Linked DNA regions of Mus musculus: region 2 is linked to region 1. Evidence: chromatin contacts called from public promoter capture Hi-C data. All regions are on one chromosome and are shown on one strand. Each heading gives the region's core, a stretch centred on a gene start, on an enhancer-like site or on the middle of the called end of the contact. The rest is flanking DNA. Distances are from core to core; before and after follow the strand shown.

Region 1 (5,077 bases), core at 2,070-4,569:
CATGTCTGCCCACACATTGCCATACTTCCCACCATCATGATAATAGACTAACCCTCTGAAACTGTAAGCCAGCCTCAATTAAATGTTGTCCTTTGTAAGAGTTGCTGTAGTTAGCCGGGCGTGGTGGCGCACACCTTTAATCCCAGCACTAGGGAGGCAGAGGCAGGTGGATTTCTGAGTTCGCCCCAGCCTGGTCTACAAAGTGAGTTCCAGGACAGCCAGGGCTATACAGAGAAACCCTGTCTCGAAAAACCAAAAAAAAAAAAAAAAAAAAAAAAACAAAAAAAAAAAAAACAAAAAACAAAAAACAAATAAACAACAACAAAAGAGTTGCTGTAGTCATGGTGTCTCGTCACAGCAACAGAAACCCTAACTAATCAAAAATATAATGTACATAATCTTCTATTGGCCCTATTTCTCTGTAGAACCCTACTCTCTTACCAAATGCTCATCATGCTGTGGGACGATATCACCACCTCCTGGCTGGCCTCCCACTTTGTGCCTCTGCTGGAGAGCCTTCACTATACTTGGGAGAGCTGGTAAACCATTAGCCAGACACATCCCTCCTTTGCCCTTCCCACGACGTTGTATCGGATAGATACACAGCAACCTAGAGTCACCTGTGGGAGCCACAGGAGCTGCCATTGGAACCTGTCTGCCCTGTAGCCTGCCCCCACCCCCTGTGACTCGGTCCTAATCCTGCTGGCCTCCTGAGCAAGATCTTGGAGTGAGGCCACTGTTTGCTGGAAGGCTCTTCACTCCGGTAACCAGCTGACCAAGTGACCTGTTAAGTCCAGCTTCTGTGTCCCCACATTTTTTCCCTTTCTCTAAAGACTTTTCTCTTTGGCATGAGATATTACTCAATAACCTGTGTTTCTGTTTTATTCATCGAGTCTTACCTCTAAGATGCTTCTCACCCAGGGATATTGGTAATTTTGCTCACCTCCATACCCCCTGAGGCCCCCCCCCAATACCTGCAACAGTTCTGAATACAGAAGTCATTGGTGAAGGAGAAGCCATAGTTCCAGGGGGGAAATGGGAACAGGGCAAGTGTTCGTTCCCCTTTGGGTAACAGTTGCTGCCTCGGTGACTAAGTGTCTGTTCAGAGGTCTCCTGAGAGGAAAGCTGCATAATGCAAAATAAGATTAGGTGTGATTGTTATTCTGACGACAGAGCTAGCTAGCCTTTGGAAGGGCCAACCTGCCTGGTGCCCAACACCCACAGTATGAGACATGCAGAGCCACACCCTCCAAGCTTCAGGTCAGCTGTACGGGGGTGGGGTGGGGGTTGGGGGGACAAATATCTGGTCTTGAAGGAACCAGTTCCAGAAGACTAGGCCAGATGACAGCAAGGTTTGGAGAAGAAACCCAAAGGCCACGTGGAGAGCTCTCCCCAGCAGGCTGTACAAGAGCACAGGGTGGCCCTAACAACAGGCTGTCCATCAGTTCCAATAGCATTGGCTCATCTAACAACAAACACCAGCTTGGTTTTCTGGGGACACCAGATCACTACTGTAAGTCAGATATCTAGCTGTAACCATCCAGATGTGTCAGACCCCACCTTAAAGCCCTGTGTGCCATCACCCTCAAAACTCCAGTCACTTTTAAGTAATTCTCAACTGCCAAGCTTTGTCTAGGGCTACTTAGCTATACTAGGGGAGTGGGCAGGGGCCCCAGACAGCCAGGGTGGATTAGAACCATCAAGGTGATCAGGGGCTAGACAGCCTGTAGGTGGAAGATGGCTATCTCCTTCACCTTGTGAGTCCTCAGAGTGGGCGTAGCAGGGATCCCAAGCCTCCTACATCCTCGGGGATACGGGCTGCTGCTTTTGGGTCTCTCCCAGCGGAGGAGAGTAAGGGTATCTATGCTTCTAATGCATGCTGCTTTTGGAAGTCCCCGGCTTCATCCCTGCTCTGGACTCCAATAGCGCTGGAGCATTTTGGCAAGGCCAATGACCATCCACCAGGTGAAAACCAGAAAGGCCAAATGAGGGAAGGAAAAGGCCATGGACCAGGCTGTTTGGTGAGGCTGGTTCCTCTCAGGCCCATAGGATAAGGAGCCCCAGGCATTCTCAGCCAGCACAAGCCAGACAGCAGCAGATGGGCAGTGTGGCTGGAAATCCACTCAAGACAAACAATAGGCGCCTTCTCCAGCGGTTTGACAGCGGCTTCCAAGAGCAACAAGCAGCAGAGCCCCTCCTCCAGCTGTTCCCACAAGGAAAGCCCCAGAGAGTCATTTGTGTCCAGAGGCCAAGGAGACCTGAAATTCTCTCCCTTCAGGCTTACCATGTGCCCCCCAATCCCCATGAAAAATAGCAAAAGTATATGTGAGTGTTGTGGGGGCGTTGGTAAGGGAAGTGCTGCATCTAACAGATAGTTGACTGGGCAACCTTCCCTCTGCTTAAAGGGCAGGAACGGGGCTGCCCGGTCAACTCCAGGTGGAGGGAAACAGCCTTCCCGGCCCTTCCAGGAATGCACAGGCTGCTTGGGGAAGGAACTTTCCCCACTTCCGATTCAAATTAAGTGAGGGTGGCCTTTACTGCAGGATGGGGGTGTGTAAAAGGGGAGGGTGTAGTAGGGGGGAGGGAGAGCTGATTTCCCAGCACTTTGGGCCACAGCCACAGCTCTCAGCCCAATGACTGCTGTTAACTGACTGGTGTCTGTCTATAGGGGTGATCTCTGATCACCCTAAAGGGCACAGTGGGCATGTATGAAGGGGACCTTAGAAACAGGCTGTCAAGGTGACAGGAATCAAAGGAGAAGATGGGGAGGGGAGGGGATGGGGAGGGATAGAAAAGAAAGAGAGGGCCGGAGGAGGGAGGTGGGGAAGAGAGATGAGAGAGTGGGAAGGGACCCTAGGTGAGGAAAAGGGAGAAAGAAGGGGAGAGGGGGAAGGGAAAAGGTGGCAGAAAGGGAAGCAGGGTAGGGGAAGGAAAAGAAGGGGCGAGAGAACGGAATAGAGGAAGGTGGGCAGAGAAAGCAGGAGGAGGTGGGAGGGAGAAAGAGGAGAGCCTGGGAGACAGGAATAATGGGGGAAAGGCTGGGAGGGAGGGGGCAGACATGGGAGAGTGAGGAGAAAGGGTGGGGACGAAGGAGCTGAGCATGAGTGAGGAGGGGGAGAGGCGTTTGGGAGGAGCCTTGGAGAGAAAGGAGGAGGATGGAGAAGGGGAGGGATTGAAGAAGGGAAGGGAAGGGAGAGGAGGGGATGGAAGGGCGGGGCGGGCCAGCGCCGTGGGAGGAGGGGCGTGTGGAGGCCGCGAGCTGCCAGCTCTGGTTGGCTGGCCGCCCCCGCCCCTCCCCCCGCCCCCGCCCTCCCGGCGCGGCGGCCGCGGCGAGAAAGTAAGGTGAAAAAGTCCAAGTGCAGCTGCGGGCGCGATGGGGGCCGGCTCCTCAAGCTACCGGCCCAAGGCCATCTACCTAGACATCGATGGACGCATCCAGAAGGTACCCCGATCCCCCTCCCTCCGAGGCCTCCGTGCGCCCTAATAGGCGCAGGTGTCCCCACCGCGGGCTCGGAGCCCACGGATCAAGCTGATCTTGGCGGCTCGCCCCGGGAGGTACGGCAGCCTGCGGTGCAGACCCGCGGGGCCGGTTCCAGGTGGAGGGTGACAGTCTTGAGGGGGATCCTGCCTCTGCACCCTGTGGCCTCGCGGCGACTGAAGGGACCCGCTTTTGACTGTGCCGTACGCTGTCCTCCCAACCAACTTGAGCCACGTAGGAGTGCGGTTCGCCACAGACCCTTTTTGTTCATGGCCCTCCCCAGCCCTTCTAAAGACCCTTCTCTGGGCACAGAGTGCCCTTGACTTCTGTTGATTTTGACAAAGGGACAATGGGCAAGCTGGCCTGGAGGACGGTTGGGGAAGGGGGTGTCTCATTAGCTCCTCCTAAAGTGCCTATGGAAACGCCTTTTTTTGTGGGGGGAAATTGCACCCGGACATCTCAGGAAAGTCGGGCAGCTTGCTGTGGACTCAGCAAAGGAAGCTAAGGAGGGTTGCCTGCTGGGTGTGGGCCCTCCTTTCTCAGGTGTGCGCTCTCTTAGCTAGCTGGCTGGTTTGCTTCCCCAGTAGGAGAAACCTACCTTCCTCAGCCTGATCCTGGGAAAATGGGAAGTCCCATCCCTCCTCCAAGGTGGGCCCTTTGATAGGCTCGGTGACTTGGGGTGGCCTGAGAGGCACCTTCAAGCATCACTGCTCAGCTTCTTACTTAAGCAGGAAGGGCAGGTGCAGGCTCTGACTCCAAAGGCACAACTACAGAGATTTAACAGCCGCCCCTTCCAGAGGAAGGAAGGGCTCTCCTTGTGTGTCTTCCTGCTTCAGTCCACACGAGCACAGATGTGTTCATGCATGTATGCACAGTGTGTATACAAAGCACATATCTGTACACATACATTTCCCCCATCCCACTAAATGAGAATTTATTAAAGCTTTTTGTTTTGTTTTAATTTTGGCGCAAGGGATGGGCTTCATGCATATGAGGCAAACTCTTTGTCATTAAGCCATATTGCTGGACTTCTTTGAGCTCTTTAAAGAGGAAAGAGAAGGTGTCACCTGTTCGGCAGTGGTAGGTCCTTCCTAAATTCTCCTCAAAGGTCCTCAAAGAGCTGCTCAGCAATGCACGGAAAGTAGAAGAAAGGTTTAGGCCCTCCTGATCAGACTGGTCTGTCACTGTGGGGAAGGTGGGCTTTTCCAGTGGACATACCTGAACTTGGGTAATCTCTGGAAAGGTCACCTATAAGCCAAGCCTGGGATGGGTGGGGACAGGTACCTACACTAGGCTAGAAAGACATAGCCCTGGGTGGAGGCAGACCTGATGTGGGTGCTGGCTCTGCAGTTCTGGGCTCCTCTGGCTGGCATTCCTCTCTGTGATGGGATCGTCGTATCTGTTTTATAGACTGTAATGAGAGTAAATGGGAGATAGAAACAGTGCCTGGAACATTGCAGAACACAAGAGGCATTATTCTCCTCTCAGTCTCTGTCTGTTCATAAACATCTTTGTACTCACACCAGGAAGGAGAGGCTGGTGGAGCAAGCGGGGCCTCCACCCTGTCACTGTGGTCAGCTCATCACTGATCCTGGGCAC
Region 2 (5,182 bases), core at 1,216-3,715, 780 kb after region 1:
TGCAGCTGTCCCTGCCAGCTCAAGCCCTGGGAACCACAAGGCAGGGGTGAGAAGGAGGAGTTGACTTGTGCCAGATGTGTGGGCTCAGGAAGTTGCCTTGACTAGGATGTGCACAACAGAGAAAAGGCACAGAGTAGGAAGTAAAGATGCTGAGTGTTAAAGGGGATCTGCAGCTTCAAGCCCATGTCTTGGGTAGATGGAGAAGGCAGGCAGTGTTGAGCCTGTGTCTACTGTAGTCCCTGCTAGCTCTTGAAAGAGTAGGCAAAGCGTACACCTAGGAGGAACCAACAGCAGCCATAGAGAGGTGGTTTTGGGTACTAGATGGATAGGCTATGGAGTGTAAGGGAGAGAACTGGTGCAAGATATGTGCTGCCCTGTCCAGTGTCCCCATCCCTCAGGGTTGTATCCCACTTTGGGTGTGGCAGTCTTGCCAGATGGTGAGAGGTGTGGCCAGGTCTGAGCTGGTGGAGAATTATGTGCTCAGACAGGTGTGGGCCCCTGTAGAAGTTTTGTTCCTCAGAGAGAGAAGGAAAGGAGATTGGGGGAGAATTGAGAAATAGGGACAGACAGAAACTGAAAGGAGAAACCAACCAAAAAAAAAAAAAAAAAAAAAAAAAAAAAAAAAACAGAGACAGTAAAAGGATGAGTTAAGAATGAAGGACCTATTCAATTTTGTGACATCACACTAGAAGCTGTATGGGGGGGGGGGAGAACACAACCATGTGAGCTCTGTGTGTGTGTGTGTGTGTGTGTACATATGCCTGTGAGTTTGTGTGACAGTCTGTGTATTAGGCCACTATATTACTAATAGTGACTAATAGTGCATGTGCTTGGTACCATGCTGGTATCTTCAAACAGCATAGCCTTGTACACCATGTGCACACGAGCTGCATGCACTGTGCATCCATCTATATGAACAGCAGTATTCAAGCATACAGCTGTGTGGCCACTGGTGTGCTTGTCTGGGTCATGGATTGGCAGCTATAAATGTGACCTTGAACATGAATGCCTAGCAGGTCTTGGGTGACCTATGCCTGAATGCACATCAACATGTGAGCAGCAAACACATAGGTGTGTCTTGTGTGTGCCAAGTGTGCATCTATGGCTGTACTAAACCTGTGCACATGCATTTTTTTCCCTTTCTATGTGTGACAGGCCATGAGTCTGCACTGGCCCCGCGGGGGCGGTGGCTCCTGCCCAGTCCTGCCTAGTAGAGCCTAGAGGCTAAGCCACTCTCTATGCAACTCTCACCCGGCCCAGCACTGAGTCCCACCATAGGAGCCCTAGAACCCCTGGCCACAGCCAACTGCCTATGCCCCTCCCCCGCTGATCAGGCCTCCCGGGGCAGGGGTGGGGGCGCCCCCTCAGTCCCCGCTCTGGCCCTTCGTGGGTCCCGCTTTGTCTGGCAAAGAAAGCGTGAGGCCGGCCGGGGGGAGGGGGTGTCTAGACGGCGAAGCCATTGTCCCGAGCGGGGGAGGGGAGCTCAGAGTGGAGGAAGAGGGGAGGGGGGCCCAGGCATGCTGGGGAGGGGCTGCGGCCACAGGGATGGGGGCCCAGAAGCTGGAGATGAGCACGTGGACCTCGCCCCTTCTCCTCCCGGCACAGAGACGGGGTCCCGAGACTACGGGATCCCGGCGGCCTGAAGAGGGATCGGGCGGCACGCGGGGGAGGGGGCGCGGGCTTCGCAAGGGCTCCAGCTCCTGCTTCTCGCGCTCCAGCGCCGGGTCTTGCAGCTCTCCAACATGAGACGTTTTCTCCGAGTTCAGAGCTCCGAGAACTCCGCGCCCCCTCCTTGTCCCCCCCCCCCCTTCACGGCCCGCCCGGGATAGGGGAGGCGCTTTTGTGCAAGGGGTCCTAGGCCTTGGGGGGTCCTTGAGCCCCCATCCTAACCTTCCCAGGACTCCAGGCAGAAGTAGGATGGGGTGAGCCTGAAACTTTTGGTACACCTCGCTTCCGAATTTCAGCCCCAGATTCCCACAACTCCAGCTCCTACTCTTGGACTCTTGATTCATTCAAGGGTCTCGATTCCTTGGGCCTCTAGGATCCTGCCTTCCCATCATGAATCTGTGCGAACCCCATGACTGATACACACCCCCAGCTGCTGCATCTCTGCCCCGGCTTTAATCCTGGGGGGGCAGGTCCTCTAAATTCCAAACTTAGGAGAATATATATATATATATATATACTTTTTTTTTTTTGCTTCCCCGCCCCTGCAACCCCAGTCCCACCCTCCGAGTCCCTGATCCCTCACCTGCAGCCCCCAGCCCCGCTAGCAGCAGCAGCAGGGGCAGCGCCCGCATGGGCGGTGGTGGCGGTGGCAAGGCCATCAGGCGACGACGGCGGCGGCGGCCCCGGGCCCCCAGCCCCATGGCGGCCGGCCACGACCCTCCCTCCTCCCTCCTCCCTCTTTCCCAGGGCTCCGGGCACGTCCCGGGCCAGCCTCCGCGCCGCCAACTTCGCCGAAGTGAGGCTGTCGGGCTGCCCCGCCCCCAGGCCTGGGCGGCTCGCCCCGCCCCGGGGCCGGCTCTGAGCGCCCCCGCCCCCTGCCCGGCCTCCTGGGGTCCGACCCTTCTACCCGCCAAGCCTGGGACTTGCAGACCTCGGTACACTCAGGTCTGCCACAAGAGATGCGGGCTTAACCTGCGTGACGTGACAGGTATCCAGCTCGTGAGCACATCCATCCTTATCCTCCAGCACACAACCAAAGCCAGGGCTCACACACACAGTCATGACACAAACGCAAACACCCCTGACTCCAAACCCTCTAAACCTGGGTGTAGAGAGGCCAATGAACAAAAGTAGCCGCACCCATGCAAACCATATAGAAGTTTCATGGGGACACTAAACATCAATCACCTCAAAACTCAGGCTCCAACTGCGCCACAAACCCGGGCGGGCAGCATTTACAATCTGGCCAGGGGTTTCGTGGATATGAGTCTCATGTACCTGTGTGCAGCTCTCCTACAATGTGAAGATCACAAAGGTCTACCGAAGAGGGAAAGGTGCTTGCTGCCAATCACAGACACCCGAGTTCAATTCCTGGGCCTCCCATGCTAAAATAAAAAAACCAACACATACATTGTCTTCTGACTGCCACATGTACCCCGTGATACACATGCACTCCTACACACACTGTGCTCGAATGCTTGCACGCACGCGCGCGCACACACACACACACACACACACACACACACGCTTATGTGCGCAAGAAATAAGATAAAATACTTTGTAAAAAAAATCCACACCAGCTCCTAGCACATCCCACACTCTACATGGTTTTACCATGAGGCCTATCATTTCGTTGCCATTCACTGAGTTTTACATCCAGGAGACCTGCAAAGGCTCTGAACACTCCCTCTGTGTGAAGTGAGAATGGAAGCTCTAGAGGTGCATTCAGGGGAAATCTCAGGAGTCGGGTGAAGGGTGCCGTTCTTGAACATCTCCATCACTAGGAGACCAAAGGACTGAAACAGAGGACCCATATAATCCTGGAAGGGCATACACAGACACTCCTGTAGTGGGAGGAGAGAACAACTTCCACAAGTTGTCCTCTGATCTCTACATTGTAGAGGGCCCATCTCCCCTCCCTGCCGCGCCCCCCCCCCCAACTGGCTACATAATAAATAAGTGTATTTTTGTTAATTGGGGAAGATGTCATGGTTCACACGGTCTCCAGAGGCAAAGGCAGATAGATCTGTGAATTCAAAGCCAGCCTGGTCTACCTAGCAAATTCCAGGACAGTCACGGATACACTTTTTAAAGATTTATTTGTGTGTGTGTGTTTCTCTGTGTGTGTGTGTGTGTGTGTGTGTGTGTGTGTGTGTGTGTGTGTGTGCACTAGTGTGAGTACCTGCATATGCAGAGACCAGGGAAGGCACTGCACCCCTCAAAGCTGGAGTTATGGTCATTTGTGGAATAGCCAGCTTGTTACATGAGACAACTGGAATCTGAAATCAGATCCTCCTGCTGCTGCTGCTGCTCTCTTAACAACTGAACAGTCTTTCAGGCCCACTTCGTTGTTGTCCTACTTTGGGGGCTTCTCCTTTTCAGGCAGAGTCTCGTGCAACCCAGACTGGCCTTGAACTTACTGAAACCAGAATGACCTAGAAGTCCCAGTCTTCCTGGCTTTGCCTCCCAGTGCTAGGATTAAGGGTATGAGCTTCCATGCCTGATTTTTGTGATGCTGGGGCCAGAACCTGGGGTTTCCAGTGTGTAAGGGAGACACTCTACCATGTAACCACATCTCCAGTCCTCACCCAAGTTTCTACTCAAAGTTTTATGGTTATTCCGAATAACATCCCTTATAGCTTCTTTGTGGACCGAAGACTGGATCCCAGATCTTCACCTCAGCCTTAGTTTGAGGTCAGTTGTTTGAAAGAGTGCCTCTTGGACCTGCAATGACCTGCGAGTTCTACAAGATTAACTTTATGCGTCTTTGGCAGAATCCCCGTATCCTTCCCAGGGCATATTATCAGGGTACCTGCCATCTTTTCCTAGTATCGGTGGTATTAAACTTTCACGGCTTAGGCTGAGTTGGTGACGTTTTCTTCCTCTTATCTCAATATTCTGTTTATTTATTTTGCAGTGCTGTGATGATGCCTAGGGCCTTGAGCATGTTGACCAACTACTCTACCAAATCAGCCACTCCCCTTGTTTTGACACAGGGTCTTTGAATGCAGCTCGGACTCCCCTTGAACTCACAGTGTAGTCCGGACTGACCTTGAGATCTTGAATATACCTCCAACTCCCTAATACTGAGACTGTAGGCATGTGCTGCCAAGCGCAGTGTGGTGGCTTGAATAGGAATAGCTTCCTATTCATGTATTTGAGTGTTTGGTTCATAAGGAGTGGCACCATTAGGAGATGTGGCCTTGTTGGTTTGAGGAAGTGTGTCACTGTGGGGCCATTTTTGAGGTCTCCTATGCTCATGCACTGTGCACCACCACACCTGATTCTTGATTATTTTTAAGTTGAGGTATAATTTATATTATATAAATGTACATATTTGAGATTTTGATGTTTGCAATTCAGTGCCACTTAATATATTCTCAGTTATGACCTCTCTAGCTCCAAGACATTCCATTATCCTGGAAAAGGGATCTTGTTAATATCCCTGCCACCAGCTCCCTGCATTTGTGGCTTTGCTTGCTCTGGACATTTATTTTCTATGATTGTATTTGTT

The links. Promoter capture Hi-C pulls out the DNA fragments that hold promoters and counts their contacts.
Region 2: a promoter capture Hi-C map of embryonic stem cells shows a contact between it and region 1, with 4 times the contacts expected there. The contact joins the promoter of Notch3 here to the promoter of Pde9a in region 1. A contact is called at or near these places in 2 of 39 promoter capture datasets (embryonic stem cells and liver).

What each region holds. Positions count from the first base shown.
Region 1 is chr17:31,382,915-31,387,991 of GRCm38.p6, forward strand. Pde9a (phosphodiesterase 9A) reads left to right here and starts at 3,320. Exons shown (of 19, transcript NM_008804.4): 1 at 3,320-3,442. The coding sequence starts at 3,374.
Region 2 is chr17:32,164,425-32,169,606 of GRCm38.p6, forward strand. Notch3 (notch 3) reads right to left here and starts at 2,466. Exons shown (of 33, transcript NM_008716.3): 1 at 2,252-2,466. The coding sequence starts at 2,369.